Regions from separate parts of the Drosophila melanogaster genome. Here all the other regions are linked to region 2. A link is a contact called in public Hi-C data. All regions are on one chromosome and are shown on one strand. The core of a region is the stretch at or near the end of the contact, and the rest is flanking DNA. Distances in the headings are between cores, read along the strand shown.

Region 1 (5,024 bases), core at 528-3,027, 550 kb after region 2:
TGGAAGTGAGTGCGAACAAAACGCTCTTCTCTATATCGAATACAGCGCACAAATATCTGTGTCATAATTCAGGGAAATCCACTACGACCAAACGAAAGGAGAAATCAATGTACTCAGCGACGAAAAAGAAGGGCGCACCAATGATCTGATCCCTCTCAGAGGCGTCTTGTTGGCCCAGCCAATTTACTATGTGGTGTAAGCCATATTGGGGATTTTCAAATTTGAAATTTTTAAATGAATACAATAAAATCACGTCAACAAACAAGAAATTAGTGGCCGAGAGCTGTGTGTATATTTTCAGCGGGGGTATACATGACGTGCACGGAGCACGGAGCTATAGTCATATACCTATGCCTCTCCATATGTATTACACAAGCGTTTTTGTGAAAACATCGCCGTTGTCATCGTCGTTTGTCTGCGCTGTATCTGTTGCCCGGGCAGCTTTAAACCGGATCTTTGGTTTGAAAGTACATTCACTTTGCGTCGTCGCCGTCGTCGCAGCATTGCAGCAGCAGCAGCAGCAACAGCAGCGACAGCAGCAGCAGCATAAGTCCAGGCCAGGCCCCAAAGATCCCCACAGCCATATCCATATCCATAGGCTCTGGCTCTCAAAGATCTCCGAACAAAACTCTTGGCTCCCAGCTCCGGCAAACAGCCTTCAAATGACTCGGCTTGGCCCGCCTGTGTTGGAATGGCCCGACTCTCTATGGTCTGCACATGTGCATAGTTCAAATAACTTGGTCAAGTTGACAAGATCAACGGAGCGAGTGTTACCAAGCGGCAGCAGCCAAAGTCGGGTCTGGTTGCAGAGCGGGGTACACCCCCCGTCCTATTCCATCGTGCATTCGGGCCAAATCAAATACTCGCAGCAACAACACAAAATCTATAATAAAAAACAGGTTAACAAATGTTGCCGCAACGCTGACGTCGACGCAGCCCATAGCGTCGGAAGAAACTTGTTTTCCTTTCCTATGCGGCTCCGGGTCTCAAATCTCAAATCTCGGGCCCCTGGTCTCCGATCTCCGGTCTCAAAACGACGTCAAAGCCGGCTTACGACAATCAACTTACATTCACTTCTCGAAACCCCAAAGAGCGTGAAAGTTTCACTAAGAGCACGCTTTTCGGGAGAGAGTCGGATACTATCGCATTTGGATTCGGATTCGATGCCGGCTAACCCGCATGTTACACAGTATCAAGGGTAGATTGGTGGCCAAGAACCATGGGAATACAATATTTGAAATGTATAGTACACGGCTTCAGTCTTCAGTTACAACTACCCCAAACACGTTAAGAAGTCAATAAATTCAATTAAACTATAGCAAATGTAACATAAGGTATGTGATTAGTTGACCTTTGGGAACGAAAAGCAACAACCCCAAACGTTTCCCGTAGATTAACGAATCAATAACACTATTAACACAGGATATTAGAAATACGATGTTATTTTGTAGCGATCTTTTCAAATTGAAAGAGTATATTTAGGCCATTTATTGTACCTTTTCTCTTCTCATTTTAATGAGGAAACATCAATTCATCATATCCTTAATTTAAATTTGTTATTTTTTTTATTACAAAAGTATCAATTGTTCGAGGTTTTCTGTATGAAATTCTGAAATTGCCGGCATTATAAGCGCAGAGAGAGAGAGACAAAGAGATAGACGGAAAGAGAGCGCTATACGTGCGGAAGAGAGACAAAGCGTTGTAGCGGAAAAGAGAGCGACTGAGCGGCGGCAGCGACGTCAGCAGAGGACTGACGTTTCGATTCGTTCGTTCGCATTCACAAGAATTTCACCGACATTTAGTTTAGTACCGTTTTTGGCTGCAGTCGCACTACGGACAGTTTATTCTAATTGTGTGCTACCATCCCATACATCCAAACATACAAATATTATTGCTAAAGTTAACGATATTAACTACACATATTAAATGCTATTATACACGGGCCGAGCAAAGCCATTTCTAAAGCGGTTTACTGCCCATTCACACACAAAACACATCAAAAAATTCAATTAAATCAATTGAAATCGTAATCGAGTCCAAAACACAGTACAGCGAAAAGAAAAATCAAATAAACTAAAATTATATGGTTATCAACGTTGAATCTAAACATACATATAATAACTATTTTCTATGAAAATCGAGTGTTTCGTTTCCGAATCGGGAAAAAAGTTAATAATTCAATTAATGTTAACGCCAAATATAATCCGACGAGAAAAGCGCATGCAACAAGTTAAATCCAGCCGACAGTTGTAAACCAAGTTAGATCCGTACACAGATACACCCCAAATACCACAACCAATACGAATGAATGCCCGGTATACACATACAAACGAAAAAGTCACACACACACACACACACGCAGACTATAACAATGTCAAGTGAAAACATTCTCTGGAAGCAACAGGTTTCCCCTTAATAAGTGTTATAAAGAAGCAACCAACAGTCATCACCCAGAACTGTTCTTTACGGAAAAAAAGTAAAGTAAAAAATAAAAGAGAAAGAGAGGTAGAAGAGCGCACGAGGAATAAAGAAGATAAAGTATAAAGAAAGAGAAAGAGCGGAGAAAGAGCCACTTTTCAGTCAGCAAAATCGTATAAAAATAATAGTATAATACCATAAACTACAAAAATTATAAGAAGACAGTTCTTAAGTGGGTTAAAGTAGAAAAATTAGTGTGACTGCAACCGAGTGGAACCGAATTAAACCATACCACACCATCCCCGAACCGCAATAAAAAAAAAACAACTAAAAGAGTTCTTAGAGCGCATCTGACTAGCGCCAACCATGGAATTCTACGATGGCGACCTCAAAGATATATGGGACTCCGACTTAGATCCGGTAAGTGTTCAAATTACCACTCCCGAGCACAATTAAAAATGCGAAAAGCAACTTGTACCCCCATATTATATCAGTCAGAACAGAACCATTGATACTTGAGAGCTTTTATTACAGCAGGTATGCTTGATATGGGCTATACGAGTATGTGAAAGTTAAAGCCGACAACTCGAACGCAACGATAAGAAAATGTCCGAGATATACATTGGTAGCTCTTATATGTATATTATAGCTCACTAAATTTTATGTGGCAATGCCCCAACTAAACTTGGTGAACTCCTTGAACTTCGATCTTTGACTACAGAGACATCTTCAATACGATTATTAAGTCATTTCGGTGTACATTTTAAACATGCAAGAGTCGTGCTTCCACGAAACGAAATTGCATTTTAAAAAATCTAAAGAAAAACACTTTAATGACCCACATTAAGCTTATCAGTTGGGGAGAAAAAACGTGAACTTATTCATGAGCTGAATTCTAAGTATGATGATCGATTTGAGAAAAGGAAAATGAAGAAACGAATTTCGATCTCCAGGGTCCCACGGAATTTAGCCAGTTTTCTTTTCTTTCTCTGCATATTAAGTGGTTCGCATTTATATGTATATGTATGCGATCACCTGAGAGAATACCGATCACCGACAAACTGGCCTACGATCAAACCTGTCCCAAGCCACCTCATAAAAATGTCCGCTCACCGCACCACCAAAATTTCGAATGTAAAAAAAAAAAAAATAACCGTATAGTGAAAAAAACAAACCAGAATCTAATCGAACTGCCCGGCTTCCAGACATCAGACACCGTAATATACAACACACCCAGAATCACAGTTTTGGTTTCATTTTCGTGGAGGACGTTCTTGGATTGCCGAACCCAATGGCATTACTCAATAGAAAAACAAAAAAAAAAAAACTTTGCCAAATAGATACGACCGATACGACCGAATCAAACAAACCCTCTAGTGCCGAAAGGAAAAGGCAGCTTTCAAGGCTTTTTATCTTGGCAGTTACGTGCTCGTTTTGGGAGAAAGACAATTTTTAGTGACTTTTTGTGTTCGAATATATCAATTTACATGGTTTTTTTTGATAAGCGACTGCGACTATATCTGGCATTCAGGAAACATTTCTGTTCATAACTTAGAAGTTTCGCTGTCCTACAAAGTTGTTTTGTCTTGGGTGGCGATAATGATAATTGAAGTTTTCCAAGAAATTAAAAGAAATTTATCATTAGCGAACGATTTCTGTTTCGGTTGTTTTGTCGTCGTAGTTCCATTCACTATCACCCCCGCAACTTGAACTACTCGTCGTACTGCAATCGTGAATTGTTTCAATATAATGAAATGAGTATGTGCCGGGCTGAGCTTCATTTGCGGAGTACTCATAGATGGAGATGCCGTCGTCTATTGCTTATCGCTGCGGAAACAGTAATGAATACATGTCGTCCGCCCGTCCATTCAGCCCAAGTCCGTCCGTTTCACTTGTTCTTGCTGTTGTACACGGTAAAAAAAAAAAACAGATCAAAATCAAATTTAGTAGATACTTACAATAATTGTATCAGTTTCAATTAATAACGTCGTTTTTTTTCGTACTTAGTGATTTTTTCTTAGAAATGGTCCGGGTTCAAGTATAAATAAATAAAATGTTTTTCACTTTGATAAAAATTAGCTTTAAAAAGCAACGGATTCAATACAACAAAAAAATTGTAATACATTTCAACGTAATTTAAAATTTCTGTCGCTTTCTTTATAACGATAAATTTGTATAATATGTTTCATAAATTTTCGCTCTCAACTTTTGCGCGCTGTGTAGAGGAAGCTCTGCTGGGCGAGCACAAAAGAAAAGAATCTATTACAGTTTGGGAGGAGGACACATGTGGAGTTGATAAGAGGCTGCTATCAGCTGGTCTAAATGCAAAGTAATGACTTTTTTCGCCTGCCTGCCTGCCTGCTGCTGCTGCTGCTGCACTTTGCAGCTAGTCAAATAGAGTATGGCTCGTCAGTGTCATTACTATTGGGAGATAATAAATGCGCGCCGGCGACTACTCGACTTGTAGACAATGTAGCCGGAGGGACAGAAATAGGCCCAATGCCCGGGAAAATGCGCGTGCAGTTTTTATTGGTTTTGTTGCATTGCGTTTTTTCCCGCCGTAAGCGGTACAATGTACCCGTACCCGGGGCGTGCGCTCAATTACC
Region 2 (4,450 bases), core at 24-2,523:
CCAGTTTCCATAACAAAACTATTAGTAAAAGCAATCATGTTCTCCATTGCATATAAACGGCAACTAATAGATTTATTTTCGTTCAGGAAAAATGCTGTTCTGCACTAACAACGGTCCGGTTAGCACAATCCAGTCGGAACACGGAATTGAGTGTCTGGCCTTTGCTCCCTCCTCGGCGGATCTAAAGCTCTTTGCCTGTGGCTCGCTGGACGGCAGGATATCCATCTGGGACTATGCCAAATCAGCGTTGCGTACCATATGCGAAAATCCAGTTCCCAATGATGCTGTCATAAGGTGAGCACCGCATAAAACTGTAAAAAATATTATAACTTTGATTTAACTTTTAATTTGGTTGTTGCTTACTAATTGCATTAATTATTCCAGGATCAAATGGTTGAACGACCACACGATACTTGCGGCCACCTCGCAGGGAAATCTGAACGCATTCGACGCACGCACAGGAATTCTGAAATTCACGCTGACGGGACACTACTATCACATCTACGAGTTTGTCTACAAGCCTCAGGAAAATCTATTGCTAACGGTATCCGAGGACAACACGGCCAAGATATTCAAGGTGCCGGCGCTGGGCGATTAGTTAGGTTTTAAAGTTTTGTACTGTGCTATATATATGTAAATAGTAAATACATATTAAAATTTATCTCAGTAGCCTGGTGCAATGAACCCATGTGGCGGTCCTGATACACTTGCCCCATATATGTACAAGAAAAAGGGGGGAGGCACAGGGCTGACTAAAGATAGAACACACAAAGAAGGTTACAGTTTGGGGTAACAAAATAGAACTGAAAAGGATTCCGGTTTTTTTGCATTGTGTCAAGAATATTATACTATTTGAAGTTTTTGTAAATTGGTAAGGAAATTTAATTTCATGCTGTCAATTTGGGTTAGGAAAAGAATTATTGTTTTTTAACTTTTTAATGGGTCAGAACTATGGTTTTAATCGGAAGCGTATATGAGAAGTAAGTGCATTCTAAATGCAACTGCAACGAATTCTCTTCAATATCTGGTTCTCTTAGGGAGAATGTGACATGCGTATTGCATTGGGAGCACATCCAAAGAGACAAACACTTGTTTATGTTTTTGTTTGTCGGTTGTCGTTCACCTCCGACATCCACACACATACACGCACACAAAGGCGAACAATTGTCTAAAAAATGAAAACGAATTTTCAGATTTACATATTTATTTACCTTTCTGTTGTATTATATTATTAAAGCTTTTTCGGAAGAGCGACCCACGGATGGAATTCTCGACTCAGTCTGCATCGGGTTATCAGTGCGAATGGGTAACGGTTCTCCCTCTATCGGGTAAAAAAATAATGCTGAAACGGTTCAAAACGTAGTCTCCCAGGGATTTTAACTGCGTGAAAATATCATAAGCAAATATTTAAAGCGCAGCGAGTGAATATTTGAATTACATTAAATTTAATAAAGCAATAGCACAAAGTTCTGCAGCTATAAATAAAACTTACAATGTTCATTCGCAAGTTTGAGTACATTTATATTACCCTGTGGAATGGTAATCACGAAAACTTATGACTCGTGGCATTATATGATGAAGCCTCACCGAAATATTAACGAAAATTGCATATGGAAGTGATCCATCATATTTTTCTTTTTCAAAATATACACATTAAGTGCGGCGCGGGGGAGTTAAAAAAAAGTAACAAGAAAGAAAGGGTTAATTTTGAGTTCTAAAATTGGAATACCCTATAAAAACTATGAGAGAATTTACAAATCCTGTGCAAAAGTGATCATATCCGATTTATTAAAATTACAATCAAATTGAAATGAAAAATTCAAAAATAGCAGAATAAAATAAAATTAAACTTAAAAAAGATCATATATTTTAAAAATTAATCAACTAGTTAAGACATCCGTCTGAATAAACATTGAAATCTGATGAATCAATAGATGTTAATGACATGTATATGTCCATATCCTTCTTCTTGAGCTTATAGCTAGAATACCCTCCGAAAGTGTATTAAAGCTGATATCCCGCAGCTACGAGGCGACAATAAAAGTCACACGAAATCACAGTTAATCAACCACAAACGGGGGCCCGAACTGATCCACCGAAAGCACTGTAATTGTGGCTGTGGCGACACCACCACACCGGCGAATAATACAAAAAAAAACAGCGCCCTGTGTGTCTCTTTTACAATTAGATTACCAGAGGAGCTCTACGTATCCAAAATGATCCCATCCCGCTGGCTGAGCCACTAAACTGAGCGGAGGCGCTACACTTGCTTTGTTTATTATTTGTAGTAGTTTTTATGGCGGTCGCGAGGGAGGTAAAGATGGGCAGCTGCTAATCCATATAGCCAGTCAGTCGGTCGGGCACTAAAGGTTCACGATTCACACAATTGAATTATCACAGTTTGAAATGTCAAATGCACGCGCCTGGCGATGATCCATACCCACCCCCCACCCCACAATCCACCAACGAAACTACACTTCATGATAATCCGCTCAAGTGTTTAACAAAAGTCGCTCGGTTTGCATTAATGAGCATTTTGGCGCATAAAAGACCGCCGAATCCATTGGAGTAATCGTCGTCAAATGAGCAACAAAAGAAGCCTTATATTAAATGGGGTCTCCGTTGGGTAATCTAACTAACTAATCCGTAACTCTCTTCAGCTGCGGTTAGCCCCATAAATCTCCATACACAAACGGCTGTAAAATTAATTGATATTTGATTTACAGTTACAGTAAAAGAAAAAAAGTATTAGATTAACTGGGATTGCGGCTTCTTATCAACGACTTCCTCATTTTTGAAGTTACAATTTTACCGGAAATCGCCGCGCATACAGTAGACATTGCCTAAGGGATACATATACAATATTTCATATATACATATTTCAAACAAATATTCTAAACTGTCTTAAAATGATCATATATTAGCCTGATTTGCAATCGAACGATATTAATTGTATTGTATTTAGTTTACGGTCATCTCTCCTATCGAAAGCTTTTATTCCGTGTTAACACAATGTGACATTTAACCTTGTTACAATTATTGTGCACACAAATAGTTTGTGGCAAGTTTCACTTGCAGTATTTGTCCCACAAAGCCGTTAAATCAGGTGCAATTAAAGGCTTAAACAAATCATTGAGCTAATGTCTTTTGGCACATGGGATAGCCAGTGACAACAAAGTGGCTAAAGATTTCGACAAAATGCGCACATATTTAGGACCCAAACAAAAGGTCAATGACTAAGGCGAAAGAGAAACTAACTTAAGAGATTGCCGGCGACTCTCTCTTAGGCGACCGCACGTGCTTTATTTTTGGCACACAATCGTAAACTTCTCAAACTTCTTTGGCTAGCGAAATGTTTGAGGCGTCTTGCATCATGCGATTTGCCGCATGTTTCGGTGGAAAGTTGGTTTGGCAGGTAACAGGTAAGATGTTTATGGCCCAAAAGAGCGCGAGAGAGCAGCAGCTGCTTTCCGCGCCGCCTTACCTAAATGGAATAAAAAAAAAAACCAGTCAAATGCAAAGCCCAAGTTGAGCGAGCGACAGCCGTTTTGCTCATAAAGGGGGGTAAATTCGTATTCCAAACTTAGTTTGAACTCAGAGCGCGTCGCGAGCAGTGCGTTCCATCCGATATTCTGTCGGATCTTCCGGTTTTTCGGTTTCCCAAATTTCATAATACCCAATCTCATCTTGATTCGAAGAGATGAACATGATAGAACCACGTGGATTCTAATACCTTATCGTCTTTAAATATATAGAGCGAGCCCTTGACAAATGTGTGCGTTTGTGTACTGAAGCGCACATTGGAATAAGTGAAGTGGTGAACAAAACAGAACTGAAATCGGAAAACAACAGAAACAAATGAATAAAACCATGTGGACTCAAACGAACTGAACTGTATTGGAAGCTCCACGCTGGCACATGTCTAGCCTGTGCTGATAAAAAAAAAGAAAACGAAACCGAGAAAAGTACGAGAAACCCCCGATAAAAGCAATGGACTTGTGTACATAACGACGGCCAGTCACTGTAAATCGGAAGAGTTACCCTATAAAAATCATAAAAATTCAAAAAATATTCCGTATTCCAAGAACCACCCATAAAAAACGCCGCACATCTCCCGAGCAAAAAATGGCGCGAGTTCAGGCCAGCGACTCGTTGATTCCCCGCCAGGTGTTCGAGGTTCCTCCGGCGGAACCCAATAATTCCACGGCGGACAGCGGCAGTCAGGGTTCCGGGGTAAAGCTAAAGAAGCAGATCGGCCTGCTCGATGGAGTGGCCATCATCGTTGGTGTAATTGTCGGATCCGGCATCTTCGTGAGTCCCAAGGGAGTGCTCAAGTTCTCCGGCTCCATAGGACAATCCCTCATCGTTTGGGTCCTCAGCGGAGTGCTCAGCATGGTGGGCGCCCTATGCTACGCCGAATTGGGTGAGTAATGCTACATGTAAGGGGTAG
Region 3 (4,421 bases), core at 1,114-3,613, 980 kb before region 2:
CAGGATCTTCGGTTTCGTAAATGATAAGCACATCCCTGAATTTATCAAGCAATTGCAGCAGTTGCGAACGTCGCAGGTTCTCGAAGTACATGATCTCCTCCAGATGATGCTCGCTCTTAAAGTAACCCATCTGATACAGCTTCACAAGCAGAGATAGATCATCCACGTTGGCAGAGGCGGGAATTCGACGGATGGCGGCTCGATCCGCATCGCTGAAAACCTGTAGCAGCTCCTTCAGCTTCTGCTCATCCTCCATGGAATCGAGGCTGTCGCAATTGTCCGTGCTCATCGAGGCGGTGATGCTGAAATTGGACTTGTGGCTGGATGATGGCTGCACGGCGATGTTGTCCGAGGCCAGTGATGAATGGTCCTCGGACGCCTCACGACGATGTCCGCCCACCAATACCGCTGGCACTGGCAACGGATGACTGGACATGCTAAGCATGGAGCCATGCAACTCGTCCGCATCTGGTTCTTGGTCTCCTTCTTCATCGCTAATGGCATCCCTTAGATGGTTGCTGCAGGAGGCCGAATCTCCGAATTCATCCTCGCTGGGCATAAACTGAACGTACGTGTGCAACTGCATGAGCAAATGGTGCTGCAGCATCCAAATCACCATTTGTGCGAGGATACCCTGTCGCGCTGGCTGCTGCAGTGGCGTGGTTAAGTGTCCAATTGAAGTGGGCAATGAAAAATCGGAGATCACCTCGAACAGCGACATACCGGCAAAACGGGCCGAGAACTTCTCCACCAGGTGGGACTTGGTGTGCAATGGTGCATCCGGCGCGATCACATAGACATTTGTCTCGCAGAGTGGATAAATAATAGTTGCCTTAGCCCAGTAGACCAAATGCGAGACGAGCTTATAAACATGCTCGATACTCAAGTCTGCATTGGAGGACATGCTCTGCAGACTGATCAGTGGGTCGTAGACGTCGACTAGCTGCCATAGCATGCGTGCCCCAGTCGGTGGAACGCAGTCCAACAATTCGGCAAAGTCGACCAGCAGCAACATGCCATGATAGGGCTTCAGTGCACGAAGGCACCGATCTATGGTCTCTGGATCCACCATGCTGCCCTTCTTATGGAGCTGGTGTGCCTTAGCGGGCAGACAGAAGCACAACGTTAGGTTGTGATTCAGCGAGGTACTCAGCAGTCCAGTGGTGCATAGATCATGGAAGATGGAGCGCAAGGCCTGTGCCAAGCTGCAGCGCTCTGCAATCAGCTCCAGTGTGCGTTCCAGCGGCTGTTGCTGCTGCTCGTCGTGTGTGCGAGCCATTTGAGCCGTCTGCTCGGTGAGATAGCCACTGCGCTGCTCCTCGAACTTCAGCGCCAGTCCAAGGCGCTTGCTCAGTTCGTGGTAGCACTTAACAATCGAGTAGCTGGCCTGTGCATGCAGCGCAAAAACAATGTTGATGAGCATCTGTTGCTTGGCCATTGGACCACTTCTCTGCTCCTTTTGCGGTATCAGAGTGGGATGACTGACAAAGCGTACGTCGTTCAGTTTGAGTTCAAACTTTTGGTTGCATAGCTGTGGTTTAACAGCAAACAGAGCGGACAGGACCTCATCTGCGAATCCCTGCAGTTGTCCTTGGCTCTTGGCAGCACCCAAGTGGGTGGGTGTCTGCAGCAGATCGTCCGTATTGGCCACGGCATAGGGATTGCGCTTTCTGTGATTGAATAAATCGGTATAGTCAAGCTGAGTGCCCTTTGAATTAATAGGTAGTACCTGGACTTCCGCTGCTCGTCGTTGGCCACCTCCGTTTGGCCGAGAGTCTGGTACGGATACCTGTACAGTAACCGATCCCCCTTGCTATCGAAGTAAACCAGGATTACGGCCAGGGGATTCACATTAGTTTCCATGGCACACAGACACTTCCCCTTTTATGTAAATTAAAATATGAACATTTGCATTATCAACTGGGGTCAGGGTCAACAAATAGTTGGCTATGTTTTCAAAAATACTTTATAAATCGTAGTTTGCTACAGAAACTACCTCAACAACTCTTTATTTATTTATTAGTACCTCAATTTGACTTCATTGAGAAATGGAAGCAAAGTAAATAAATGTAAAATATAAAATATATTTACAGCAGTGTGGCTCTCTTTTAGTTTGCATAAAATACCAAAAACTTATTTAAAATAGTAGTCATGTCAGTTTTCATTTTGCAGGCGAAACAATAATATAAATGCAACGCAATGGAATTTTTTTAAATCGTTTAAATTTACCATAGATACCTTAGATAATATATTCAAAAACTAAAAAATACTAAACGAAAAACGGTCTTACTATATAAATAAATATATATCGGCAAGGCTAATAGTATAGGATCCCTGGTCGAGCGATAACGATCTATCGCTCCGCTGTAGTGTGACCGTCTTCGGTTGGTCAGTCTCTAATTTTTTAGAAGCGGAAAGTTGTGAGCAAAACGTGTGGAAATTGTGCTCGAAACGTCAACAAAAAATTTGTGAAAATAACTGGGAGCGTAGTATGCGAACGCGGCAATCGCAGAACTATGAAATTCCCCTGTGAAACATGTTAGTTTGGCTGTAAAAGCACTTTTAAAAATGACGATTTCTTATTAGCGTGTTGGAAAAGAGGAAAACACACACATTGTGAGAGGCAAAATACGTGCGGATCGTAGGTGGGAGCGAGACGACGCTAAACGTGTACTAGCCGCGGTCTATATATACATATATATAATATTTGTGTGAGTGTAGGAGAGGTATAACTAATTCTACAAAAAAATATAGTTTACTTGGCTGAGTGGTTCGCTTCTGAATTAGTTTCGCACTCTTCGGCAGTATGGTGGCCAATAAGTTAATTTCAACTAATTGTCATTTACTTGTAGGTTTGTTTTTCTACTATGTCTTCGTTTCTGTATCTATTCCTTGTATTTTGGAAAATAGGATTAATAAGTGCCTAAAATGTAAATAGCTTGTGGTTAAATAGTTAATAACATAACTATTTTACTTTTTGTGTATATGTGCGCCAACATCCGTGTGTATAGATTTTACACATACCTACGTAGAAAGGCATGCACAGATATACGTTTGTGTGGGTATCAACGAATAGGCGGAAAGGCGAAATCGAAATATGTACGTACAGCATTTCGGAATGGCCAGGCGCAGTAGTAATAGGCTAAACAGGGAAACAGCGCAACACAAAAACCAAGAAGAAGAAGCAGGGCAGGCGAACAAAATAAAATAGGCGATAATAGTCAGTTGGCATGTCTTGTCCATAGGCTAGAACGGTCACACTAGCTATATGGTCTGCTCAAACCGACTGGTCGTCTCGCTCTTACACACGTCTTAAGCAATCCCAGTTTATGTGTTTTCCTGCGCGTTTTGTCTTCTGCTTCTTGTGCCATACGGTATTAATAATAATAAAATTGATTAATCAAAGTAGAAACATTTTAATTTGTGCAGGTAGTAAACGTTCGAAACAACGTCGCGCCATCACTTAAATGCTGCAAATCAACAATGTGCAACGGAACAAAAAAGAACCAGTGTTAAAGTGTATACAAATTTAATTTGTATTTATAAAATTGAAATATAAAGTTTCGAAATAAAAAATAAACCACGTAGCTTGTCGTTAAATTAAATTAAGTTGTGCAAAATGAAGTGAAAATTCAAAATAACAGAGTAAACGGTGAGTAAAACTAGTGTGTGTGTTTGTATGTGAGTGCGCGCCCAAATCGGAAATATTTTGAATCGAAAAATATACAGTCGAATGGGTTATACATATCTATTGGATCACATATATATGAAATTCAGATTTTATTTTGAGTCGAGCCAGTTAAATAAATATTTCATTTGTTGATGCGTCGATTTTGTATGGTTTTTTTTTTTGCATACTGTGTGTCGCCATATTTGATTGCATATTCTTTTTTCAACTAACCGTCAGTATAGCGTGCTCGCTCGCACAGCTTTGCGGGTTCATTTGTTTTGCTTTCGATTCCGTTTTGTGCAACGTGAAGGTAGATGTGCGTATTATGCCCCTCGCACAGAGTTGCCAACCCGAAGCAATTGTTTTGTTAAATTTCAAGTTGTTTTTAGTTTGTTTTGCTCGAGTTTCTAAGGAGATTATCTAAATCAGTATTAAAATCATATTTCGATTTGGCACACCCCTCCGCATTTGGATTGCAATGTGTATGCCGTGCAGTGTTTTTGTTGTCTCTACCAAAATTTTGACATGCGCATCAGCTAGTCGGAAAAACTTAACAACAAATCGACCGCAAAGTGAAATTAAAGTTGATGAGAATTAGTTGAACGATATCGACGACGCCATGTTGTTCCCATTATCCAGAATGTTAGCACAGAGCTATATAGTTTTTATTTTATTTTCTTTCGCCCTGTTTTCGTCAAACTTTTTATTGCGTGCTCCAGCGTTTACACGCCTGTACGCCGTGAAGTTGGCC

Evidence for each region. Hi-C and Micro-C count contacts between places; a contact is called where the count stands out from the background.
Region 1: a contact with region 2 is called in a Hi-C map of the S2 cell line, with 3 times the contacts expected there. A contact is called at or near these places in 3 of 107 Hi-C or Micro-C datasets (the Kc167 cell line, the S2 cell line and eye imaginal disc).
Region 3: a Hi-C map of the Kc167 cell line shows a contact between it and region 2, with 2.3 times the contacts expected there. A contact is called at or near these places in 2 of 107 Hi-C or Micro-C datasets (the Kc167 cell line and eye imaginal disc).

Annotation. Positions count from the first base shown.
Region 1 is chr3L:15,533,618-15,538,641 of dm6, forward strand. It overlaps CrebA (Cyclic-AMP response element binding protein A), which reads left to right and starts at 1,778. Exons shown (of 6, transcript NM_206374.2): 1 at 1,778-2,838. The coding sequence starts at 2,785.
Region 2 is chr3L:14,983,827-14,988,276 of dm6, forward strand. It overlaps mnd (minidiscs), which reads left to right and starts at 1,274. Exons shown (of 5, transcript NM_168601.3): 1 at 1,274-1,328; 2 at 3,756-4,423. The coding sequence starts at 4,126. It overlaps CG5114, which reads left to right. Exons shown (of 3, transcript NM_140474.4): 2 at 87-294; 3 at 385-660. The coding sequence ends at 598.
Region 3 is chr3L:13,999,764-14,004,184 of dm6, forward strand. It overlaps upSET (upSET,), which reads left to right and starts at 2,364. Exons shown (of 8, transcript NM_140424.2): 1 at 2,364-2,538; 2 at 3,430-3,652. It overlaps Nprl3 (Nitrogen permease regulator-like 3), which reads right to left and starts at 2,117. Exons shown (of 3, transcript NM_168570.1): 1 at 2,027-2,117; 2 at 1,730-1,881; 3 at 1-1,670. The coding sequence starts at 1,863.